4 separate regions of the Mus musculus genome follow, and regions 1, 2 and 3 are each linked to region 4. Evidence: chromatin contacts called from public Micro-C and promoter capture Hi-C data. All regions are on one chromosome and are shown on one strand. Each heading gives the region's core, a stretch centred on a gene start, on an enhancer-like site or on the middle of the called end of the contact. The rest is flanking DNA. Distances are from core to core; before and after follow the strand shown.

What was found. Promoter capture Hi-C pulls out the DNA fragments that hold promoters and counts their contacts. A called contact is a pair of places that touch in the nucleus more often than the background predicts.
Region 1: a contact with region 4 is called in a Micro-C map of embryonic stem cells, with 3 times the contacts expected there. The contact joins the promoter of Tom1l1 here to the promoter of Hlf in region 4. A contact is called at or near these places in 4 of 39 promoter capture datasets (the HPC-7 cell line, liver and stem cell-derived epiblast-like cells), 1 of 484 Hi-C or Micro-C datasets (embryonic stem cells) and 2 of 9 other capture datasets (liver and pancreatic islet).
Region 2: a contact with region 4 is called in a promoter capture Hi-C map of embryonic stem cells. The contact joins the promoter of Tmem100 here to the promoter of Hlf in region 4. A contact is called at or near these places in 6 of 39 promoter capture datasets (the HPC-7 cell line, cranial neural crest, embryonic stem cells and 2 more) and 2 of 9 other capture datasets (adipose tissue and pancreatic islet).
Region 3: a contact with region 4 is called in a promoter capture Hi-C map of the HPC-7 cell line. The contact joins the enhancer-like site here to the promoter of Hlf in region 4. A contact is called at or near these places in 10 of 39 promoter capture datasets (the 3T3-L1 cell line, the HPC-7 cell line, embryonic stem cells and 5 more), 3 of 484 Hi-C or Micro-C datasets (cortical neurons and liver), 3 of 115 datasets of contacts at active chromatin or transcription factors (embryonic forebrain, hepatocytes and kidney) and 3 of 9 other capture datasets (adipose tissue, liver and pancreatic islet).

The regions. Positions count from the first base shown.
Region 1 is chr11:90,686,189-90,688,888 of GRCm38.p6, forward strand. Tom1l1 (target of myb1-like 1 (chicken)) reads right to left here and starts at 1,413. Exons shown (of 16, transcript NM_001357543.1): 1 at 1,325-1,413. The coding sequence starts at 1,382.
Region 2 is chr11:90,029,003-90,031,702 of GRCm38.p6, forward strand. Tmem100 (transmembrane protein 100) reads left to right here and starts at 1,346. Exons shown (of 3, transcript NM_026433.2): 1 at 1,346-1,741.
Region 3 is chr11:89,984,588-89,987,287 of GRCm38.p6, forward strand. It overlaps Pctp (phosphatidylcholine transfer protein), which reads right to left. Exons shown (of 6, transcript NM_008796.3): 4 at 2,609-2,700; 5 at 1,506-1,573; 6 at 1-169. The coding sequence ends at 104. Among named protein-coding and RNA genes, the nearest start is that of Pctp, 17 kb to the right of the region's middle. Within about 2 kb of position 1,389, at least 71 of the 459 cell types and tissues checked have an H3K27ac peak or open chromatin away from gene starts, as enhancers often do. A contact at or near this core is called in the HPC-7 cell line and pre-B cells, where this site is marked.
Region 4 is chr11:90,389,444-90,392,189 of GRCm38.p6, forward strand. It overlaps Hlf (hepatic leukemia factor), which reads right to left and starts at 1,474. Exons shown (of 4, transcript NM_172563.3): 1 at 807-1,474. The coding sequence starts at 921.

The DNA of each region.
Region 1 (2,700 bases), core at 163-2,662, 300 kb after region 4:
ACATTGTTCTTCCATCTGGATACTTCTTTCTCTCAACATGCTCATTCCTAGAGAACTCTTATTCACACTTCAAAGGCTGTGGCCGAGTTCGTTTCTCCCTTTTTTAAAGTTTTGTTTGCAAACTACGTGGTATCTTTCAGTATTATAAGGGTATCTTAACAGTGGATGCTGCAGAATATGGCCATTCTCCTTATCACCAGGTAAGTTCCCTGGGGGATGGGACTATGCCTTCCCGAAGGCATCCAGCTAGTAGTTCTAAATGTTTTCAAAACTAAGGGATAATCGGACATTGCCGAAGTGCCTTTTGCCTGCGAAGCTTCAGCGAGGATCCATTTCTGCTCGGAACTCGTTCTAAGACATACTATTCAGCAAGGAGATGGGCAGTTACAGTGCTTTTCCTAGAGGGCAGCTCTCTTGCAGTATTGTAAAGATGTGGAAACTCAGGTTTAAGTTCAAAGGTGCGGCCCATCCCCGCAGCAGTTAGTTTAACTTACTTCCAATCTAAACTTTCTGAGACTGAGTCTTAGAACTACCAGGTTCATAGGATTTCATCACCCCACCAAGTTCCCAACAGTTTGCCTGTCATTAATACACCCTGGTGCCACACCCTGTCCCCAAGGGAGGGGGCAGGGTAAAGAAGGGAGCTGAGGTGGCAAAAAGCCAATTGTATGTAGTCAGTGACTTCTGCATCCACCTCTGTAATTCAGAACACAAACACAAGGGATAAGGAAGGACCAGGCTGGCTGGATTGGAGGGTGATGCGTGGTCTAAGAGCCTCAGTGACTGCAGACGGCCCCTCTCCCAATCTCCCTCTTTAAGCAAAAGGCCGGCTCACATCGCTTGGGCTGTGCGCTGGAGAAAATTGGTTTGGAGAAACCTGCCTCTCAGGGTGAGATCACGTCAATTAGCGTCTCAGATCTCTCTTTCTGGTCTGTAAAATGGGTATAACAATAAGGTGCTGAGAGTGGACGACGCACTTTATGAAGAACCTTCCCCGGGTCAAGAAGTTTCCACTTTCTCCTCCCAGCGGTCCCAATACTCCACGCAGTGCTGTGCTGCGGGCCACCTGCTTGCTCCACTCGCCCAGCATTTTGAACTTTGCATTTTTTTCGGAGAGGTTCTGGTATGAGTGAGCCAAACTCAGAAAGGTGGAAAGTGGCCGCAGGTGGCACGCAGGTGGCGTGGGAAAGCTGCGGGGGAGGGTAGCATTTCCTCCGACTTGGTCCAACTCGCCCCCCACCCTCCAATCGAGAATGGAGTGGAACCGGCAAAGCTCCCACGGTTCCCCAAGCCAGCCGGGATGTTACTCCCTGCGCCTCCTTACCTATGAGGTGACCCACAGAGGTAGCGTAAGGATCGCGGTGACTCTTCCCAAACGCCATGGTAGCTCCAGAGAGCCCTCCCAGGAAATCCGCCTCCACCGCCCTCCGACTCCACCCGCTCCGTGCCCGAGGCTCCTCCTCTCCGCTCCAGCGCTTGGCTGCCGCGGAGAGGCGCCAGGCAGCGAGCAGGGCGGGGACCCGGGGGACTTGGCGCACCTGCCGCGTGCTCCTGGCGCTTCCCGCACCTCGTGACTCTAGGTGGGCTGGGAGCCCGGGTGGAGTGATGTGACTCCGCACCCCGGGCCTGCGAACTCAGAGTCCAGCTCCAACATCTCCACCGCAGGGCTGAAGACCGCTCCCCTCTCTTTGGAGACTAGACAGTGTGGGATTAGTTGCTAACACAGACTCGAGGGTTATTGCTAAGGTTTATTCAGACAAGGACATAGACCTCTCAAGTCACACACCTCCAGAACAATGAGACTTCGCCTATCACCACTCCGGAGGTCCCTGAACCGATTTTTGCGCCCTACCCTTTAAATCTACGGAACTGGGAGGAGGATGGGCTGTCTAGGAGAGCCAAGACCTCCCTTGAGCCCGGGCTTTGTTTTTCACCCGTTTCCAAGAGGGACCACGAGGCGCCACCACACAAGCTTTTGGCTTCTAGCTCTATCTCCTAGGAACCCTGCTTTCCAGCCTTATGGTGAAAGGAGAGAGGGGCCTTTCCTGGGGCTCTGGCAGGAAATATGTTTGGTATGTAAATCCACATTAAGAAACCAAACCTCTCTGTTTCTATTTGAACCAAGATTTCTTTTTCCTTTTCCGCGGCACGGCTAACATCAGATACCCATGCTTCTGATCTGTAGGATGCCTCCTGAGACGATGGGCTACTCTGCTGGTAGATTTTGCTTCCTGTAGCTAACTGGGACTGAGCTTCACATTAATAGTGGGTTTATTCCCCCCACCCCGAAATGGTGACTAGAAAGAGCAGGAGGACCTGGCCTGACTCATGTTTTTGGTCTTCCATATTTTAGCATAGATGTCAAAACCAATTACATTATGCTCCAAGTGGCTATCATTTGTTGTATTGATCCGGAATCTTCCTCCACCTCCCCCTGTTTGTCCTCCTCCATGAGTGAGTTAACATCGGGATCCTACAATGTAAAATACGGCATTTTTGTTATGATGGTGTTTCTTATGATGAGGTCAGTCCTACCTGAAATAGGACATGCCTATCAGGCTCACTAGCTGTTTCATGTGGTGCGATCTCTCCACTGTGGCAGTCAAGTAGTCTTTACAGCTGATGTTGAAAACCTCTTTTGGCTCTCTCAGCAGCCTGATCTCTGTCTGTCCCTAGCAAATCATTTTGCCTTCATTGCCG
Region 2 (2,700 bases), core at 96-2,595, 360 kb before region 4:
TTCACGTGCTCCGTTCCTCTTCATTCGGTGGACTGGGTAGGTCCACTCCGAATGGGGGAGTTGGTTCTAGAGTTAAGGCCGAACAAAGTGCTAGCCACCAGAAGCCAGGACAGGCAACTAAGAGGTCCAAGCTGTTCTTTCTCTCCACATGTGGATCTTAGGAGATTCCTGTGCCTGGAACTTGACCAACAAATAGTAAAGACATGTTTGTATCTAAAACACATTTTTTTCTTCTTCCTCTTACTACTGTTAGATCTTTCTACTTAAAAGAAAACTGCCTAGAGCATATTTGGGAGGGGAAATAACAAGAGTTGTTATCCCCAAAGCACACAAAAACACAGATCACTTTCCAAAATGCCCCTGATTTCAGAGTAAAATTGTTGACACACCCTTTAAAAAAAAAAAAGAGTTAGCTAGGAGAAAAGCTGGCCAGCTTCCCGAATTTCACTGAACTCAACGGGCCTTTGTGATGACAGAGATCTTCATGTGGTGATTGGACAGAGAGGAGCCTGAGGAACTGGCATCTTCCGGGATGCTGGAAACTAGCCAGCTCGACCACACCAAGCAAAAGCAAAAACGAAAGTGGGAGGGAGGGAGAATAATCAAACACACGTGAGGGCAGTTCTTCCCCAAATGCAAAGCACAAGTGTGCTCCCCAAAGAGAAACCGCCAGCGCACTTCAATGGCAGAGTGGAAACGCCCCCGGCAGGCTCCCACAGATGGGACCTGCACCAGTGACCTGTTTGTCCTGGAACTGGCCATCCTTCTTGCTTCCTTCCACTGCGGACCCTCCCTCCCCCTAAGCAACGGCTCCTTATTGCTAAGGAAGAGGAGATGCTTTTTAAGTAAGGGGGAATTCTCTCTGACGTAGTAAATCTCCTCACAGCGTTGTTTGTGATGTTCTTGGTGGCCTCAGTTCTTCTGAGATGTGGCAGTCCAGTGTGTTAGCAACCCCATGCAATCTGGCATCTTCACATAAGGAACACTCATTGGCGAACCAGCTTGCTTGACTTCATGGCGACAGGCCACCCAGGCACTACATACAGCCTTATCTCTTATCATCTATCGCTCTTCTTCAGGCTGGCCTCGAACTCAGAAGTCTGCCTGCCTCTGCCTTCCAAGTGCTGAGATTAAAGGCGTGTGCCATCAGTGCGCCGCTATCTATTACTCTTCTTATCACTTAAACCTCATGGTGACAAATCTGCAGAGGATCCCACTCTCCTTTCCGGAATTCTCCAATGGCTTGCCTTTACCCATCCCCACCCCTCCTCCCACACCCATCTCTCCACCCACCCCTACCCTTACTCCTCCACCGCTAATGTAGAAGACCGAAAAGGAGTTCTTTTCTGCAGCTTCACACTACAAAAGAGTGATATCGAAGACTAGGTTAGAGAAAACCATAAAAAAGAATGCTTGCATAAGGATTTTAAACGGGGGAAAGAAAACAGGAGAGATTTTTAGTGACTTTTTAAATAATTGGGTTATGATGGATTCACTCCTGTAATTACAGTGGATGGTGTGGGCACGGAAAAAAAAATAGAAAAGAAAAGGAAAACGTAGAGTAAAATACAACAGCGAGTAAGGAATTTCCTTTCACCAAATTGTCTCCGGTCCCTTAATGGTCTGTAAATCTTGCTGAGTACTTTGTGTACGGTCCCTAGCATGGTGATTTGCATCCCACTGTCGGCCTCGCTGTTGGCCGCCGCTTGCTGCTGTCTCAGTCCACTTCTGGCTGAGAAAGGTAAGGCTCGGTTTCCTTGCTCTTTGAAAGATCTGGGAGAGGCTTGTAGATTGTTTGCCGGGGTTCGCCCGGGGAGGACGGTTCATACACTCGGAAGTCTTCAGGAAAGTTTTCTAAACTTGAGCCTTCCCAAGCCCTGCGCTCAAAGGAAAAAAAAAAAAAAAAAGAACCAGGGAAATTTCCTCACTTTTCTGCACCAAGAGCTTGCAGAAAAAGAGACTGGATGCATTGTGATGAAAATTTGCACGTGGGGCCAGGTGTCGCTTCCCAGGGTGTTTAATACCAGCTAGGCACCCTGTGGGCGGAAGACTGGACATTCAAAGGCGTTTTTGCATGTTTTGCTGTGAAAAATCTTTTTGAATTTCTTCTTAAGAGATAAAGTTGGTTAAAGATGCTTGTGCCCCCGGTTGCCCTGGTGCTTCTACCCTTTTCTTCCTGGCACAATTTCTGGTTAATCTCTGAGCTTTCCATTTCTTTAAATTTACCAGTTCAAATCAGGAGTTGTCTAATTTTGGAGACTGGCATCTTCTTACCTAGACAGATGCCTTTACACTGTGCTGGGACAGTGGCGCGGAGCGCCACACCTGAAACCATGAGAAGCCGAAGCTTCCAAGTTAGAAGTAGCAGCAAACCTGTGGCCTTGCACCCTGGAGGCACAGCTCTGTTCAGTGTCTCTCCTTACCGTTTCATCCTGGGGCTCGCCATGGGAAAGGATGCCTCTCTCCCCTGTAGGTTCATTTCTTTACCTTCGGCTTAGGAAGCAAGGGAAAATGATCTTCCACTAGGATATGGTGATGTTCAGAACTTCCTGGCTGCTACTGGGGATTTGCTTAATATACAGTAAATGGCCTGTGCTAGGAATCAGGGAGGTCTTGCCCCAAAGGCAGGAGTTCCCAAGTGGGAAGCAGCTCTCTTTGAGGGTTTCTATTTGATGTAGCCTAGACCCTAGGTCACCATCT
Region 3 (2,700 bases), core at 139-2,638, 400 kb before region 4:
AGTAGCGCTTTGAAGATGGGAAGTATGAATGGAAGGGCGAGCCTCAGGTGGTGTAGCACAGCCAGAGATGTCCTTCATGGATGACGGAGTCCCAGTCCCCTCCTTAGGTTTTCTTGTGGTAGTTCTGACACGCTTTCACCATGTCCTTCAAAAAGTTTGGAACTCCATTCTGCAAAAGAAAAGACTATGTTTCTATGTATCCTTCATTCTCTGGAGTGTGGCAGAGAAAAACAATGGGTTTGGGGGGTAATCAAAGACAATGGGGCCCCTGATCCAATTTCAACATGACGCTGTCACAGAAAACGGCAGAAGGCAAGACCCAGAGCAGACAGACTTGAAAGGCTTGAAAGACAGGGCCTTCGAGTTGACTTCTGCTAATAAAAACTACAGAGCTCCTTTTGAAATTATTATTAATTAAAAAGGAAGGGAGGCTAGGACTAGGGCTCAGCCTAAAAGCACATGCTTTTCCTGTGATGAATCTGAGGTCAGGTCCCAGCACCTATGTCAGATAGCTCACAGCCACCTGTCACTCCAGCTCCAGGGCCAACTGGACCCTCCAGACACATATGCACACATCCCCATCCACATATGCATATAATTTCTTAAAAATATTTTTTTAAAAAGGAAAGAAAAAATTAAAACAAAACAAAAGACTGGAACAAAGTAAATCAAGAGTCGGAATTAGATTGCTGGATACTTCCTTAAAGAAGTGGAAGGGCTTGTCTTACTGTTTTAAAAAAAATAGTGTTTGTGGTTAGGGGATGGGATATGTTGTACAGTGTCAAGCACTGTGCATGACTTTGCAAAAATGCTGTTTCACTGACTTCATCTCCATGCAGGGGGCATTATTCATCTTCAGTTTTTGAAAAAAAAAAAAAAAAGGAAGTTGGACTTCCCTGACTAACAGAAAACAGTCAGTAACAGAGCCCAGGTTCAGAATTGCATCTGTTTGCCTCTGACACCTATAGGCATTCTTACTTTCCCATGAGCCACTGGAGTTCACCACAGGACCTGCACAAAGCCTGCTGAATTGTCACAGTGATGCAGGACCCTAGGAGTGGCAGCCTATAGTGATCTGAGTCACTACCACTGTAACTTGGCCCGAGAGACTGAAAAACAGCAAAGACAACCGAACTAGAGGTTTCCTCTGAGCCAGGGAGGGTCTGCTTGTCTCTAAGCAAGGTCTGACTGTCTCATAAGCAGATACTGAAAACACTGGAGTCCCTGTAAGGGGCAGCCTTACGTCTGGAAGTTCCAGCGAGTAATCATGGAGGGTCCGTGGCTACCAGCAGGGAAGGGCTGACATTCTTGGCTAACAGAGTCTTTGTCCTATGTCTCAGCCTCCATCCTGGGTGTTGGCCACTCCAATAATCACCAAGTCACTCAACCGAGCTCTTCATAAAAGACTCTCGTTACCCTGGGACAATGCATCTTGTGACAACCCACAGGCTAAGTCAACATTTGTCAAATGCACACTCCCCACTGCCTAACTCCTGGGATCTCACCTTGGCTGCCCAGTTAATGAGCCAGGACGGAATTTGGCCACCCGGGTTATCAAAGTAGTACATGAAAACTAAAAGAGAAGAGAAGACAATTCAGGAGGAGTGGGGGGGGGGACACGGGGGCTAGAAAAATACAATAACAAAGCTCCGCAAAGCCGTCTTCCGACTGGGACCCAGACAGCGCAGAGGAAGGAGCACGTGAAATGCCCCGACCTGCCTTGCGGCTACTGACACAGGAGTACTGTTGAAAATGCAGCCAGGGAAACACTTGGCTGTGCTTTCTTAGACACCTGATGAACGCTAGACGTTTGCACATCATCGTTATCCAAACAGCCCCAAGGAACTGACGGTTAGCATACACGAGGAAATAAAGCTCAGAAAAATGAGAAGACAGACCTAACAAGCAGCAGACTTAGGGTTCGGATTTTGTGGGCCACATTCATGCCGGTATGGCAGATGCGGTTGCCCCGTTTTCCTTCTTGGAGACTGGAACTCGATGTTCTTAAGTCTCTGGCCTTGTGTGTGTGAAGGGCTGGATCCTCCAATCCACACCTGCCAATCCCCTAGCCCTGTCTAGGCTCGGTCCCTATAGCTACAGGGTAAGCCGGAAGCAACTCTTTCTAAACTCAAGGGTTTCAATGTTCTGATTTCATTTGGACAACAAAGAATGAATGGGTGGTGGGTGGGGCTGGAGAGTTGCCTCAGCTTTTAAGAGCCTGTATTGCTCTTAAGGAGGATCCTGGTTCAATTCCCAGCACCCACGTAGTGGCTGACAACCACCTGTAACTCTAGTCCCAGGAGATATGATGCCGTCTTCTGATCTCCACAAACATCAGGCAAGAAACGCATGTGGGCAAAACACACTAATGAACATGTAAGAATAAAATAAATAAATGTTAACAAGCAGAAGAGTGCACCGCATCAGACTGGAACATCTACACTGAGGCCTAGCCAATCTCTGATGTGGATCCAAACACTCCCACATGGCCACCTCACGTCTCCTTTGTTCCCGGGCCATGGTTACATTCACTGGATAAGCTTTTGCCTAAGCTGCCTCCTACTCAAATGGCACTGGCTTAGCTGCTGCCCTGCCCCGAAAGCTTTACCTCTGCTCCCCTTCTTGCCGTCACTCTCGATCGCCAGGCTCTGTTTGTACTGTTTCACTCGGATGACCCCAGACTTCTCGGGAAACTGAGGT
Region 4 (2,746 bases), core at 224-2,723:
GCCCAAAACACAAATCCGTTCTGGCATCAATTGCGTTCCCAGCTAGGTCTCACATGCATCTACCCCCAGCCCCCCCCCCACTCCCCACCATATCCCCCTACCCGTCTCCTTAGCTCCAAGCCACGGTTGCCTAGGGAAGGTTTGAGACTTACCAAGAAAGGGCTCAAGCCAGAGGAGGCTCCTGCACGCGGTTACACGTGAGCCTGCTCAGCTCTCCCCTCCCACCGGGAAGAGAGCACCGGGAAAGTGTCAGCGCTGGAGGCGTGCACCGCTTCCCGCCGACAGACCACTCCCCCCACCCCCACCCCGCTTTGTGAATTGCGGGTCTGCGGGAGAAAGCGCCTCTCCGCTCATGCCGCGTGAGTTCACAACACAAAACACTAACACGATCCGAATATTCAGGCTGCCGCCGAGTGAGAACCCCCATTTACTTTGACCCCCCCCTCTCTGCCAGGCTCCAACCAGCCACCTCCCGCCCTTTCTCCTCTCCAGTCCCAGAGACACTAGTCTCCCAGGGAAGCGCACACCCTGTCACTCAAAGCAGCGATCCTGACCTGTCAAGTTCACCTGTCACCTGCGCTGCAGGAGGACAGACCTAGAAAGGCAGGCGAGCCAGGTTCCCAGCGCTATTTCAAATGTTGCCCCGGAGGGATCCCCTTTGCATTGAGGAGAAAGAGGGAGTAAGCCCCCCAATTTCACTAAAGCAAGGCGAGGGGAAGAAAGATGCTGGTGCCCTCCCAGCCGACTAGGGGGGTCCCTGGGAGTGTAGTCCCTTCCCTGAGCCCAGCTGCCGAGGCAACGCTCACCGTCTTCAGGATGAAGGGGGAGCTTCAGCGGGTTCTCCAGCAGGGACCTGAGCACGCCGTAGGGAGGCGGGATAAAGGTGGGGTTCAAGGGGAGCTGTCGGGACATTTTCTCCATCGTGATGCACTCAATTGTCTTTTTAAAAAGAAGGCCAATCGCCGCCCCGAAATGTTGATGAGCTTTGTTTCCTCCGTCCTTTGCCAACCAAAAGTACTCGCTTTCAAAACAGTGCAGACAAGGAAGAAAAAAAAAAATCACTTCTGTCTTTGTAAATACATCAGCATACAAATATCAAAAAAAAACAAAAACAAAAACAAAAAAACTTTCGTGTTCTCAGTGCCGACAGTCCAGGGAAGGCGCATCTAGCGCCGCGGACTCCTCCGACCCAGTGCAGGATGCTTTCTCACCTGCCTCCAACACTCAGTCTTGCAAAATGTTCAAAATTGCAAGGAGGTGGGGGGAAAAAGGAAAGAGAGAAATTTTGAAAACGTAGACGGCTGCAGATGAGCAGAAGGCAAAGCGCGGGCCCCGGCCCCTCGCGCGAGCACCGGAGGCTGTGCCGTCCCGCCCCACCCCCCTCCCCGCCGCGGCCGCTGCTCCCCGCGCTCCGCGGCCCCGCAGCGCCGGGCTCAGCGCATCAGGCAGTCCATGTGCCGCTGCCCTGACAAGAGTGACGTCAGGGCCCGCACCGCGCGCCGATAGGCGTGCAGGGGCGGGGCCCAAATCGGGCCCGCCCATCCACCCCGCCCCCCCAGGGCTGCGTGTGTAGCATCGCCGCACGCGCTGTTTTTCCGGCCCTTGCGGCGTTGGTGGGCTGCGAAAAGCACAGGTGCCAGATTTCCTGCTTCACTCTCTGCCTTGCGCTGGGAATAACGCGCGCTAACTCTCACCCTGACTCCTTTTGCACGCGAGCCCTTCCCCCTCCGTTCCCCCCCCCCGCCCCCCAGAGCAGAACAATGAGAAATTCGTGTCAGTGGTTTGCAATGTGGAAATAAATTGGTGATTTTAAAAGAAGATGATTTTTAAAAGATGGCCAAGTGGCATTCCGGACTTAAATTAGAACCCCCAACCCCCGGGGCGATGTCCTGGCTAGCAATGTTTTTTAAAGCTCCCCAGGACAAGTTTAGGAGATTTGGATAGACTTGAAGCGAATGACTTCTGGATATTTCTCCTCCTCGCTCCTGGTGAGCTTAGTACTTTCCTTCTAGCCCCACTGCATATCCGACCTAAGATATCAACTTTCCTGAATTCCAAACAATGTGCAAAAACGTAGAATGGAGACAGGAGCTGCAGACTGAAGTGAACTGTCTCCCACGCTGTCCGAGGGAATTAACAAGACAGACATTTGCTTGCAATGGAAGGAAAGCAGGAGAGACTTAAACACAAGGAATGAAAGTTAGGAGTATTTAAAAGGCCCAGCATGGCTGTAATTAGGCTAACTTAGAAGGTCTGAATACTAATTAAAATAAATTTGTAAACTCTTTGTTAAAAGATTAGGGGAATCTTGTTTGTGGCTGCAGCACATCCCTCTGGCCTTTTGAAGGCTGTGAAAAGGCCAGTTTTTTGACCTTGCTGCTGAGGGTGTGGGGGAGAACACCTTGGCGGAGTGGATGGATTGGAATGTAGGCATTCTGCCTCCCCAGCCAGGAGAACTGAGACACACGAACCGCATCTCCACGCTTCTCTTTCCACTTTCCACCCCCACCCACCCACCAATTACACATTTCTATCCAGCACTAAGTCCCCCTGACCCGTGGAGGAGCATGTGGGATGGTTTTTGCAGTACTGATGGTTGAATGTATGGCCTTACCCATGTCTAGCTAGTTCTATATCACAGTGAGCTGTCTCCTCAGACCTGTGGGGAAGGGTCTGCAAGAAGCTTTTCAATGAGGCAGAAAGGCTTTTGTGAACATAGACTGGGTTCCTGGGGTGCAAATATTAC